Regions from separate parts of the Zea mays genome. Here region 2 is linked to region 1. Evidence: chromatin contacts called from public Hi-C data. All regions are on one chromosome and are shown on one strand. The core of a region is the stretch at or near the end of the contact, and the rest is flanking DNA. Distances in the headings are between cores, read along the strand shown.

Region 1 (6,713 bases), core at 2,258-4,757:
GAGAGCTGAGAGCTCCTTTTCCTCTTTCCGATGTGGTGTTGGTGGGATGGTTTTGTCGCCCTTGATGTGTTTGTTCAGGTTGCTTTTGCGCGTGAATCAATTAAATTCCTGGGACCCTAAATTGGTGCGCTTATTTATGGCCATGCCGTGAGCTCCTGCCAATTTACCACGGAATACCCTCTCTCGTTTGTTCTTTTATATATGGAAGTTGGTAATCGGAAAAAAGCTTCGCTGCTAAGCACGGGAGCTTTATTGGTTTGGTACCTGTGAGGCGGTAAGGCAGTAGTATAGTATTCCTGAATGACGCGTTGTGGCTATCGCCAGTTCCATGAATATGTGGGCATGTTGAAGCTACTCTGCCATGGGTCTCGTATACCCCTTTTTAATTTCATCTATAACACTGATTCAATGGTTTTGTTGCACGAGTACAAGTGGTGCACATTTTTCTCTTTTCAAAAAAAGGTGGTGCAGGCATCCAAAGATATCTATTCATGACATCCCAATTCCCAAGCCTGTTAATCTGGATTAATCTTATATGGGTGCCCCTGTGTCTCTTGTGCAGAGGTGACATCCCGTTCTGCACCGAGGATTGCAGGAGGGAGCAGATCGAAATGGACGAGGAGATGGAGCGGAAGGAGAGCAAACCCAAGAACGTGGCGCCGAGAGGAGCTCCATCCCCCAAGGACGTGGACTCCCCGCCGAGGCCTCCCAAGGCCCGGGCCGGGTCAATCCTTGCCGGCTAACACCGTGAAGAAGAAAAAAAAAAGCTCACAAACGAGCTCTCACGTATGCGCGCTCCCCCTCCCCAAAACCAAGAGATCAGACCCCCTCTTACCACCACGAACTACCACCGCTACAGTTACGTATATGGGTTTGTGCTTTTTGTTTAAACCCCTTGCGCCATTGGTGGCGCCGTGACCTGCTCAGTGTCAGTGCCTGCCTACCTGTATGGCTGTGATGATGTATAGAGATGGGGGAGGGGAGGGGAGGGGAGGAGAGCGCGCTGGTGTTTAGGACCGCATGCAGCTCTTATTGCGCTGCTGTGTCGTTCGTTGTATCATGTGTGGGTGTTTCTGCCTCCGTTTACAGGGGATTTTTGTGAAATTTCTGTGTGCTACGTAGTAGTAGTAGTAGTCGGTAATGATGGTTTTAGGCTTATGGTTTCCCGTAATGATGACGACGGAAAATGGAAAACATATGTCTACAGAAAGAAATAGACATCAAGTACATGACTAGCTCCTGTGCCATCGTGGATGATCCTGATTTCCTTTTTTTTAAAGTACCTTCTGATTGGCAACAAGTGTGTACTGTTCTTGGTCGATACATCCAATGTTTTGTTTTTTATTAGTGGCGCTGTGCAAGTGCTAAGCGTGCGTGGCATGTACCATCTATTGTTGTTTTGTTTGTTCAATACGACGAGAGACCACTTAGCTTAACACTTCGCACTTGTTCTTCGTTTGGCTGCTGCTTCACCCCAAGAACGCCAGCCCCGAAAATTGCTGTCAAAGCTGGTCGAGATGTAATAAGCGAGCAAAAACACATCAAGAACGCTTAACAGCGATGTACAGTGACGGTGCTCGGGTCTTCTACTACTAGTAGTGCGTAGGAATTGACTAGGAACATGGAGGCTTTTGCTTTCTTTTTTTTTAAACCCTTTGGCACACCGTACACAGAGGCGTCAGCGAGAAACGGCGCGGGAAGCAAAAGCTAGAGGAGGAAAGTCGATTCGTACAGACGGGTACAGTCCTCGCCGAATCCACAGCAGATGTACTCGCGCCGCAGGCTAAACGACAGGAACTTGCAACTTCGCCGAGCCATGGCGGCCCTATAGCGGTATATATAAAACCCCACGCAGGGGCAGGGACGCAGGCTTCCCTCCGGCCACGACGCGAGTCAGGCAGGCTAGAGCATTGTAGAAGAACAGCAGTACAGTGTACAACGCTGCAATTGAATGCCAATTTGACGCCAGAGTGGAGGAGCAGGTGAGGAGCCAGTACTGTTGAACACTGACGGGAGCTTCCAGGAGCGGTTATTGCCCCACGAAGCACGCCGGTTATATGCAAAAAAAAGGGCCCGCCCGTCAGCCTCCGCCGACGTCTCCGCAGTCCGCACCGCATCGCGGGCCCAGCTGCCAGTCCCTCGAGTCACTGCGCGGTGCCGCAGAGAAGACTCGCGCGCGCTGCAACCTGCACGGACCTGTCTCCTCTTGTCTTCGTCAAGGACCGCACCGGCAGCGCTTGGAAGGAAAGTTTGCGGTGCGAGAAAAGAAAAGGCGCGGGCGCACGCCGACGGGCGACGGCCATGTGCTCCTTCCCTCTTCGTCCTCGTCGGTCGTCACGGCTCTTTCGCGCCGTTGGTTTGACGTGAGTGAGCTCGATCGGGCGCCCGGGAGAGGCAAGTCGGAGGAAAGGCGCACGGCGCGTGCCCAGCTGGTGGGAGGAGTTCGCAGGGAAGGGAAGGGAAGGACTGTGGTCGTGCTGACTGCCTGCCAGCCCACTACTCGGCGTCCGCTGCCAAAAGCGACCAACGAACCAACCCCCAAAAGGCTGCCCTCGCCTTGCGTCATCTGCCCGGCTTTCTCTGTTTGGGGTGGTTGGGCAAATGGGCAGGCAGGCAGGGGCACGCGGCACGCAGGGGGGAGTTGCTTTCACAGTAGCGCGCAGCCTTCGCAGGGTGCCTGAACACAGTGTCACCTCAGACCTCACCTCACCTCACCCACGGGCTACAGAAAACTAGTCAAATTTTGGAAAAAAAGAAAAGTCATATACGCCGCCCAAGTCCTTTGGGCTGCAGCCTGATGCTCGGTCAGCCCAGCGTTGATGGACCAGGTCCAATGTAATACTGTAGGAACAAAGTTCCTTCATATGGGCTCAACAAAGCGATGCCGCCTAGCCCGAGTCTACTCTCGCCGATGGTTTGGGCTGTCCGATCCGCTTCTTCCGTCAAGGAACAATCCACATACGTGCCCCTTCACTGCTGAGGGGGAAGGATGGCTACCATGGAAACAAGAGGAGCTCGACGGGAATGGTACAGTGCAAGAAACTGTACATAGCCTCATGAAATTCCTGGTCATACATGCGTGACAGACACAATAGGGAGAGGCTTCGCAATTCAAGTATCTTCAAGAGGAAGCTTGATGACTCCGACCTTGTTTGTTTGGCTTTAATCTCTACCGACTTCTACTAGTATTTTTGTTTCTACAGATTACAGCTGCAGCAGTCTAAACAACAGCCTTTAATCTGAAGCGAACTAGAAGCAAAAGAAGTCAGATTGGAGCTGAGGCTCAAAAGGTTCCTTTTCTCCTGCACTTTCCTGGATATATGGGGATGCATTGGTGACACTGAAAATGGAGTTGTAGCAGTCTGCGGTAGTGCGGTTTCAAATGGTTCTGAGTCGTCAATTTTCTTTTCAACTAGATCTTTAGGTATAGCCAGCTCGTTACATTCTACTAGGTCTTCAGGCTTGTGAGGCTCGATTGTGTACTCGTATAGTCGTATGAATGAAATCATTTTTTTTTTGCCTACTAGTATCGTATGAATGAAAACATGTTCTAGTGCCTCCGTTTCAATGCTCATGTAATCCCAGGCTGCAGTTGGAGCTTGGGAGGAGAGTCCGTCGTCTCCCGTCCCACCGGCATGTTGCGGTCCCGGCGTGTCACATGTGGGGCTCTGATCACGCGAGGAAATTCATCGCTGATTCTCGGCGGTTCCGACATTTGAACGACGTCGACGGGCCATCACACGTGCCCGTTCTGACGAGGGGACCGGGAGGTCCGCTCCGCAAACCGCAACCGCCCCGCGCTAGAGCCGCTGAAACTGAACTCCTGACATGGCCAGGCCAGCACGCAAAGCCCTGATAGGCGCGCCCTCCGCCGCGCGCTCGCGCGGCCTACGGAGGCACGCGTTTCCAAGATCTGCTGTCGCTCTCTTCCTCGCCCTCCTCGTCGCGCTGTCCTTGGCGGTGCTATACCGTGCCGCCGTCTCGCGCTCGCTGGGGACGTCCTGGTCCTGGGGGTGGGACTCGCTGGCGCTGCCCTCGTTCGCCACATCCCAGGAGGAGGAGGGCGCGGAAGGCGACGATCTGGTGAGCCTGCTTGCTTCCACCTTCGATTAATGCTTTCGGTTTAGCCATTTCGCTACGTGTTCCTAAATTTTCACTGTGGCGTTGGTACGGGACTGGACTGTGCTGATGATTTTGCGGTTCACTGTTCCGTATGTTTGAGAGTTCTATAGCATTATACTAGCATTCTGAGTTATTGGGCAATCGAAGTTCATTGTTGAGCGGTCGCGTCATATGTTTGTTCACTTGATGTCTGGGAACCGGAAGGCTTACCTTGGGATGGAGCAACTGAAAGAAACCTGTACGTGGTGGTTTTAGATCAGCCAGTACAATAGAAGTAACATCTCTCCATCTAAAGTAACACCTTCTGATACAACACTCGTCTAGTCGTCTCATTCTACTGTATTTTCGGTCTCAGTTTCAGTGTATATCCATCTGGAACAAAATTACCGTCTCTTCTAGGAATACTGTTGAATTAGATACTTTAGTTGAATCTTGATAAATAAGTTTAAGTCTATTAATGTTTGCTGCTGGCCATTTTTGTCATTCGCTCTTTTTTCAAGTATGGATTGATAATATTTTTGCATCCTCGATAAGCCAAACAATTTAGCAACGCATGCTGCGAACCTTATATATGTAATAGTTATGCTCGTCTTCCAGGTAATCACAAACTGATGGTGGTTGTTCACATGGAAAATGCTGATTGTGATGGCAAATGAAATTGTGAACTAGGCTTACGAGAACTTACTAAGTAGCGATCATGCTGAAGTCTTGCTACTTGTATCAGTATTCATTGTAATATCTTGTTTGATTTTTGCTGCCTGTACTATGCATTTCCCCGTCCTGTTGGCTCTCAGAAGATCCGTTCTGTTTTGGTTTTGTGAATTTTGTGTTTGCATAGGCAGTGGATAAGTCACTTTGTTCATTTATTTATTGGTTTGCAATTAATATATAATGACCTTTACAGGACAGTGAAGATCTCAAACTTGAGCGAGTCCTAAAGAAGGCTTCAATGCGAGACAATACAGTTATCTTGACTACACTTAATGCTGCATGGGCTTCTCCTGGGTCATTGATAGACCTTTTCATCGATAGCTTCCGTTCTGGTGTTAGAACAAATTTGCTGTTGAAACACCTTGTAATTGTAGCATTTGATTGGAAAGCATATGAGGAATGTGTTAAAATCCATCCCTATTGCTTTGCTCTGGGAACCGATGGTGTGGATTTCTCTGAAGAGAAGAGGTTCCTGACTTCTGGATATCTCGAGATGATGTGGAGAAGGCTAGATTTCCTGCGGCTGGTTCTTGAGAAAGGTTACAACTTCATATTCTCGGTAAATTCTGCAAGACATTAACTTACCTTGATTACTAGTGGTTCCTATTTTGCAACAGATAAAGATTCAGGTGTCAGTTATTTTTGAAATATGACCCCATGACTGATTGAATATGTGAAATGAAAATAATTTGGTAGCCTTATTTATCTTTCTTCCGTTTTCATTGAAATCCAGGATGCAGACATTATGTGGTTTCGCAATCCATTCCCACATTTCTATCCCGATGTAGACTTTCAGATTGCATGTGATCACTATGTCAGGAATGCAACCGACTTGAGAAATATTGCTAATGGAGGCTTCAGCTATGTGAAATCAAATGAGCGTAGCATAGAGTTTTACAGTTTCTGGTATTCGTCAAGATTGAGGTATCCTGGCTACCATGATCAGGATGTATTCAATGCTATAAAGCATGATCCTTACATTGTACACATTGGATTGACATTTAAGTTTCTGAGTACAAAGTACTTTGGAGGGTTCTGTGAACCAAGCAGAGATCTGAACGAAGTCTGCACTATGCATGCTAACTGTTGCATTGGGCTGCAAAGCAAGATTCATGATCTGAAGATTATGATGGAGGATTGGAGGAGTTATTTGTCCTTGCCTCCAAATTTGAAAAGATTGCAAATATCTACTTGGCGGGTACCACAAAATTGCAGGTAGGCGATCCTACATTGAGTTCAAACAGTATGATGTTAAGTTGGTTTCCAACATGCTGCTGCTGTCTTCCATATAATTACCTTAATTAGTATTCATTTTACAGCCTTGCATGGTCGCGCCATTAAGGCAACAAAGCATGCTGAGGATCATGAAAAGCATGTGAGATCACTAGTTGAAAGATTGCACCTCCCCCCCTCCTCTCCCGGCCAAACTTATAACTGACCTAACTGATAGGTTTCATCTGTAAACAAAAGCTGCTTCATTTCTGTGTGTTCTGGAACTTGGATTCTTTGAGGGGAAAACGTGATAAATCATCAAATGAGTTGTAGTTTCTTGATGTTATTGTTGTTGTTGTGCATCTCATCGGAGCAAAGAAGATTCAAGATATGTCCCTTTTACTTCCCAGATGCTTTACCTGGATATGCAGTAAGCACGGTAAGCCGAGCATTAGATTGCATCAGTTTAGAACCTGACTGCTTAATTGGTTGCCCGTATCATTTTATTCTGTATCAACGTGTGCGTTGACTTTATGTGAGCCACTGTTTGGTTACCTGTACGTAGGAGACGTGACTTGCATAAGCAGATACAACATAAGTCATTTCACTTGTATCCGCAGAAACGCTCAAAACTGGCGTATCCACACAGCCACCCTCACAGGAGCCTG
Region 2 (6,713 bases), core at 2,288-4,787, 190 kb after region 1:
GCGGATTTGCTCGAGCTGTGCGTCCTGATCCCCCGCAGGGACTGGGACCACGGCTAGCTCCCGAAGGATGTCAGCGCGAGGCGCAGGCCTAGGGGGATCACCGTTTTCCGGTATACCAAGATGGTTGCCTTCGCCGGGACCCCCTAGATCGACGTGGAAACATTCATGACTTGGGCCGCAGTCTTCGTCGCCGAAGCTACGGCTACCGTCGGAACAATCGGAAAGGCAGTAGTCGCATGCGGTCATGAAGTCCCGCATGACACTGGGGTTACCGAGTCCGGAGAAATCCCAACAAAAGTCGGGCTCGTCTTCTTCCTCGGAACCCGAGGGTCCGTAGGTCGAGACGGACGTCAGCCGGTCCCAGGGTGACCGCATACCGTACCCCGGAGGGTTTGGACCTGCCTCTATGAAGGCTTCCACCGAAGCGAAGTCGCTTGGTGGGTCGAGGCTGAATCCAAAAGGCACGAGATGGGAATCGATCGGTACCTCTTGTTCGACGGGCGGTGACGAAGTCGCGTCAGGGGCAGACTGCACCGTCGTCTCAGGTACGAGGGTGACGCCCAGCAAGTCCTTTGCGAGCGTGCTGGCGTCGTCCGTCCGCTTGGAGTTGGCGTGTTGCGGGGAAACGGCGCTCGTCTTCGTCTCAGACGCGAGGTCGACGCCCGATAGCCGACGAGGTGCCGCCTCCTGCTTGGCCTTGGTTGCCCCGCCTCCTCCTCCGTCGGCGGGGGAGGCGACGGGACAAACCCGAATGTTGTTCTTCCGCCACGTGGGGAAGACGTCGTTGATTCCGCCGCCGGCGGGCGGGTTGTCGGCCGCCATTGTCGTTGTCGCGCGGCGGAGGAAGGAGTATCATGTCGTAGCTGCCGTCGAGGAACATGAACTCAAGACTCCCGAAACGGAGCACCGTCCCAGGCTGGAAAAGTTGCTGGAGACTACCCATCTGGAGCTTGACGGGAAGTTGTTCGTCAACACGCAGCAGGCCCCTACCTGGCGCGCCAACTGTCGGCGTTTCGACCCCGGGGGGGTCCCTGGACCGACGAGTAAATTGTCGTCGCGTGTCCCAGCCCAGATGGGTCGGCGCGAGACGGAGCACGAAGGGGGGCAAAAAAGGGGAGACAGGCAAAAGGGGAAACCCGCAGCCTTCGTGTTGCCCTGCGCCCAGGTCGGGTGCGCTTGCAGTAGGGGGTTACAAGTGTCCGCGTGGGAGAGAGCGAGAGACTTTACGCGTCGTCCCGTTCCCCCGCGCGGCCAACCTTCTCGTACGAGAGCCCTGGACCTTCCTTTTATAGGCGTAAGGAGAGGGCCCAGGTGTACAATAGGAGATGTAGCAGTGTGCTAACGTGTCTAGCAGAGAGGAGCTAGTGCCCTAGGTACATGCTGTCGTGGCAGCCGGAGAGGTTTTGGCACCCTGTTCATGTGATGTCGTGGTCGTCGGAGGGGCGCCGGAGCCTTACGGAAGGACAGCTGTCGGGGCTGTCGAGTCCTTGCAGACGTCTCCTTGCTTCCGTAAGGGGCTGAGTGCCGCCGTCGTCATAGAGCACGCGGGGCGCCATCATTATTTGTTTACCGGGGCGAGCCAGATGGGACGCCGGTCTTGTTCCCCATAGCCTGAGCTAGCTAGGGGTAGGGTAATGATGGCCCCCCTGTGACGTGGTCGGTTCGAGCCCTGGGTCGGGCGAGGCGGTGGCTCCTCCGAGGTCGAGGTCGAGTCTATCTTCCGAGGTCGAGGTCGAGTCCGAGCCCCGGGTCGGGCGAGGCGGAGACCATCGTCTGAGGCCAAGGCTGAGTCCGAGCCCTAGGGTCGGGCGAGGCGGAGTTCGTCGTCTTCCGGAGCCGAGGCCGAGTCCGAGCCCTGGGTCGGGCGAGGCGGAGTTCGTCGTCCGAGGCCGAGACGGGGGCCGAGCCCTGGGGTCGGGCGAGGCAGAGCTTCCTATGTTGCCCGAAGCCGGACTTGGCTGCTGTCAGCCTCACTCTGTCGAGTGGCACAGCAGTCGGAGCGACGCAGGCGGCGCTGTCCTCTTGTCAGGCCGGTCAGTGGAGCGGCGAAGTGACTGCGGTCACTTCGGCTCTGTCGACTGAAGGGCGCGCGTCAGGATAAGGTGTCAGGCCATCCTTGCATTAAATGCTTCTGCGATACGGTCGGTCGGTGTGGCGATCTGGCCAAGGTTGCTTCTTGGCGAAGACTGGGCCTCGGGCGAGCCGAAGGTGTGTCCGTTGCTTGAGGGGGCCCTCGGGCGAGACGTGAATCCTCCGGGGTCGGCTGCCCTTGCCCGAGGCTGGGCTCGGGTGAGGCGAGATCGTGTCCCTTGAGTGGACCGAGCCTTGACTTAATCGCACTCATCAGGCCTCGGGTGAGGCGAGATCGTGTCCCTTGAGTGGACCGAGCCTTGACTTAATCGCACTCATCAGACCTTTGCAGCTTTGTGCTGATGGAGTTACCAGCTGAGATTAGGAGTCTTGGGGGTACCCGTAATTATGATCCCCGACACCATCATATAGACAAGTGTAGGTATGAGTAAGTACTAGCCATACCCACGTACCCATGGGTAATTTATACCTGCCTTAGCCATATATAATCTACTCAATCAAGTACATGCAAATACATATTAGCTAAAAATATGATAACCTCTATGTTGCTATATTATTAATTATTTTTCTTTTTTTATTTACTCATTTGATGATGTATACTTTTAAATACACCATATATTTATTATATTTATGCTATTTAATATGTGTTTAGCGGATGTCTAATCGAATGTGGGTTACACCATGAGTTTTTTTACCCATACACGTGAGAGTACGGGTACAATTTTATAACTACGAGCGGGTATGAGTTTTTTGACGGGCATCATTTTATCTCACGGGTACGGATATAGGTAAACTACCAAGTGGGTACATACTTGTTGCCATCCCTAGACGTGGGTGCTCTCTTCCTCCACGCACGTGGGTGCTGTGTCGACAACGAGAGAGGCAGACAAGGGTTTGATGCACGGACACAAGAATGAGTGTTTGTTGCGTGGAAGGTGGTAGTGGATGCCGATGTGATGTCGGGGACGCGAAGCTCGTGGAAGACGACATGAGAGGCGAGAGCTCTTGCCTTGGGTGCACTACCGTTCGGGTAGAGGTGATAAGGGACTACGATTCAAATATTTCTTTACAATTTGTTTAGAGCCTATTACCAACCTTACATTTTGGGCCCGTGAGTTTCTTCTACGCGTGTAGCTAGGAGTGGAAATGAATCATGATCCAAGTATTTCTTCATAATTTGTTTAAACTCTTAATTAATTTTAGTTAAAATGAATATAAACAGAGTTTAATCCTAATTGGATCTGATTCAGTGATTCTTAAAATTTTCATTATAAAATTTAGAGCTTATTGCGAGGCCAACGTGTGTAGCGCGTCAAGACAGAAACTCGTGCTTAAATAAAGGAGCAAATAAGGCACGGAGGCCCATGGGCTTTCTGGAGCCCGCTCGGCACTCCGGCTCGATTTGTGACGTTCACCGGTCTGTCCGGATAGGCACCATGGCAGCCTCCGACACCGACCTCCGTCTCTCTCCATCCCCACCTCGGCCTTGAGCACACCGAGCCCAAACCCCAAAGCCTCCTGACCCTGGTTAGCTTCTGTTTTTTACTCCATGCAAGGACGACAATGGCGACCGCCTCCGTCGCCACCTCCCTCCCCTTCGGCCTCCTTCTCCCTCCGCGGCTATTCCGTGGGAGGCTGGTGAGGTGGCCGCGGCAGATTAGGGCTTCGGCGTCGAGCAACGCGAGTAACGTCGCAGGCGGGGAGAGGAAATTGGGGGCTCTCAAGGGCAGGGTAGGAGATCTGAGGGCGCTTGTCGCCTCTATGCCTGATGCCGTTGGCTCGGTAAGGACTCGATTATTTGGTTAGTGCCACCATTAGGTGTTATTATTGTGGTGGTGGGGGTCCTATAGTTCTATGAGCAACTAAGTGGCAGACTGATCTTAATTTGGACGGACAATTTGTTGAATTGATTAGTACACAGTGCCACAGTGATAGTACGAACCTAGTGCCTATATAGATAGGATGAAGACACAATGTACAATGCATTTGTGAATGTGATTTGGCATCCCCTGTTTCTATGTCCGTGATCCTCAGCGAACCTTCAATTTTTTTCAGCACATCAGGGGTTGAAAGGTGTAGCCCTTCTTCTTTCTGAACATCTGCCCTGCCATTTGTAAGTTTTATTAGGGTTGATGGCCCAATATGGTCTGGTATCTATCATCTATGGATATGGACACAGATAGCTACAATGTTCCTCATATTTAGATTCGAATATGGATAGTGTCAACTGCGTCGAATAGGATAAGAATGGATATCAACATTATAATGCGATTTGAGTATTTATATACGGATACAGTATTGGATATTGAATATACAGACTCGGATACGGACGGATCTGAACTTCTCTAATAGATTTGAACTCGGTTACGGTTGGAAAATATCCGTACAATTTGCATCCCTAATTTTAAACAATACATGCATTTTGTTTATTTGTTATTCTGTGCCTTCCTCTTCTTCTTCTAGCATAGACCAATTACCATTTCTGCTTTAACATGTTCATCCTTGAGTACCAGTACCATGTTGTGTACTTTATCTTACTTTCTATTTTCATACAGATCCAGAAAAACATTGGCCCAAATTTTGTTGCTGGTTTCTGTGTTGGCATTGCATTTTTGGCTGCTGTTGCAAGACAGATCACCTTAAGAAGTCGAGAGCATGATAATAAAGGTTCTGTTGCTGATCTAGTAAGGCGTGGACAGTTAAAATCAGGGCAACGAGGGACGTACGTCACTTATTCCTTGAAGCTCCCTTTTGTATTCTCATTGATTGATTGCTGGGCAGGCCTGGCGCAGTGGTGAGAGTTGTTTCACTGAGTCGTTAGGTCACGGGTTCAAAACAACCTCTCCACATGTGCAAGGGAAGGCTTGCATCAATTTGTCCTTTCCCCAGACCCTACTCATGTGGGAGCCTTCGGCAATGGATCTGCCCTTTTATTGATTCATTGCTGGGTCAATGATCACGTTTTAACTTAAGATTTGAAATCTGAAACTTGTCTATGTGTCTTGGTTGGTCATGTCCCATTGTATACTATTTTTTTTCTGTTAAATGATCTTATCATTGTGCTTATGCTTTTGAGAAGTTACTGTCCCTAGTCACTTGTTCCATGCCATTGCAAAGCATCACCATAGTCTTCACCTGTTTGTCTTTTTCCTGTTATAGGCATCAGAATTGAACTTTCAGAAATTAATTACAGGGTTCACTTCAGTGCAGATGTAAATGGTTAAATGAAGCTTTTTCTGTGGACTGCAAAACCTTTGAGTTGTGCAATAATAATGACTGAAACAATTCATTTACTGCAGTGCAAAGCCCCGCACATTCGATGATCCTTTCAATAATCCATTAGTCAAGATTGATGAGGGTACATCTACTGTGCAAATGTTTGGCAAGGAGTACCGTCTGGCTCCTGTTAGGCTTACAAAAGAGGAACAAGAAATGCATCAGAAGAGGAGATCACGTGCATATCAGTGGAAAAGGCCAACCGTGTTTCTCAGGGAAGGTGATTCCTTACCTCCAGATGTTGATCCAGATACAGTTAGATGGATTCCAGCAAACCATCCTTTTGCTGCTGCGTCAAGTGAAGTAGACGAGGAGACCGCCAAACAAAATGTCTATCAAAAGGATGGCGTCCCATCCCGTGTTAAGGCTGAGCATGAAGCTTTGCAGGCAAGGCTAGAGGCTTCAAACGATGTGAGTACCTTGCCGATGAACATGATCTCCTTGACATTTAAAATAACAACAATATATCTATTATTAGTTCCTCTCTTCTGCAAAATTGATTATATTGATTGATAAAACTCCAAGCTTAGTTTGACAAAAGAGCCAATCACATTGTGTATTTTTGTTAATCACCAGCCTTCCAGAATAACGATTCCTGAATCCCAACACTGCTTTGCAGGTTACCAGACTCCCTCCGGATCCAAGGAGTATGCAGCGTAATGAGAGACAAATGGAATTGTCAGGCAAGCCATCTGAAAATCTTCAGGGCTCCAAGTTTGAGAACCAAGATAGACAACTGGTTATCGAGTCTGGTAAACATAGCTCCGATGGAAGTTTACAATCAAATGAGCCGGAAGGGCAATAAAATTTGTGTACTCAAGCGCTTTGATGACATTTGCTTTGTTGCGTAGTGTTATCAGCTTTGTGGCTGTAGCTGTAGATAGAGAAGTGTTGGAACAGTGGGCTTACCGGTTTACATAGTGAGCAGTTAATATGGAAGTCGCTTGACGTGTTGTGAATGGATATTTATTTTTGACGAGTACGTGGGTACTGGGTACCTTCACCGAACGACTCCGGACTAGGGTAGGCCAGGCCAATTGGCCAAGGACAAACCTGGCTCGGGGTGTCTCACCCACTTGGCGCACTCAGGTAGCTGATGAAAGTTTGTACGGGATACATTATATTGTGTATTCAGAACCAATAATGCACAGGAGGAAGTCCACAATATTATCGACACTGCAAAGGGTGAGCATTAGATTTTTTTAGATAGGACTCCCTCACGGCATTCTTGCTCTTATTTTAAAGTTGAATTGGGATTTCATCTATAGAAAGACAACATATCAAATGCAACCAGATTTATTGGTACAACCATGCAACCAAGGTATAAGCATGTAGGTCGGAGGACT

The links. A called contact is a pair of places that touch in the nucleus more often than the background predicts.
Region 2: a contact with region 1 is called in a Hi-C map of endosperm, with 2.6 times the contacts expected there. The contact joins the promoter of LOC100276228 here to the promoter of LOC103646018 in region 1. A contact is called at or near these places in 6 of 25 Hi-C or Micro-C datasets (bundle sheath, endosperm, leaf and 1 more).

What each region holds. Positions count from the first base shown.
Region 1 is chr2:15,038,263-15,044,975 of Zm-B73-REFERENCE-NAM-5.0, forward strand. LOC103646018 reads left to right here and starts at 3,508. Exons shown (of 4, transcript XM_008670756.3): 1 at 3,508-4,083; 2 at 5,027-5,392; 3 at 5,567-6,048; 4 at 6,153-6,447. The coding sequence starts at 3,829. The coding sequence ends at 6,174. It overlaps LOC100276205, which reads left to right. Exons shown (of 2, transcript NM_001371537.1): 2 at 563-1,234. The coding sequence ends at 743.
Region 2 is chr2:15,227,030-15,233,742 of Zm-B73-REFERENCE-NAM-5.0, forward strand. It overlaps LOC100276228 (Protein MULTIPLE CHLOROPLAST DIVISION SITE 1), which reads left to right and starts at 3,538. Exons shown (of 4, transcript NM_001150066.2): 1 at 3,538-3,873; 2 at 4,647-4,813; 3 at 5,391-5,778; 4 at 5,987-6,306. The coding sequence starts at 3,655. The coding sequence ends at 6,172.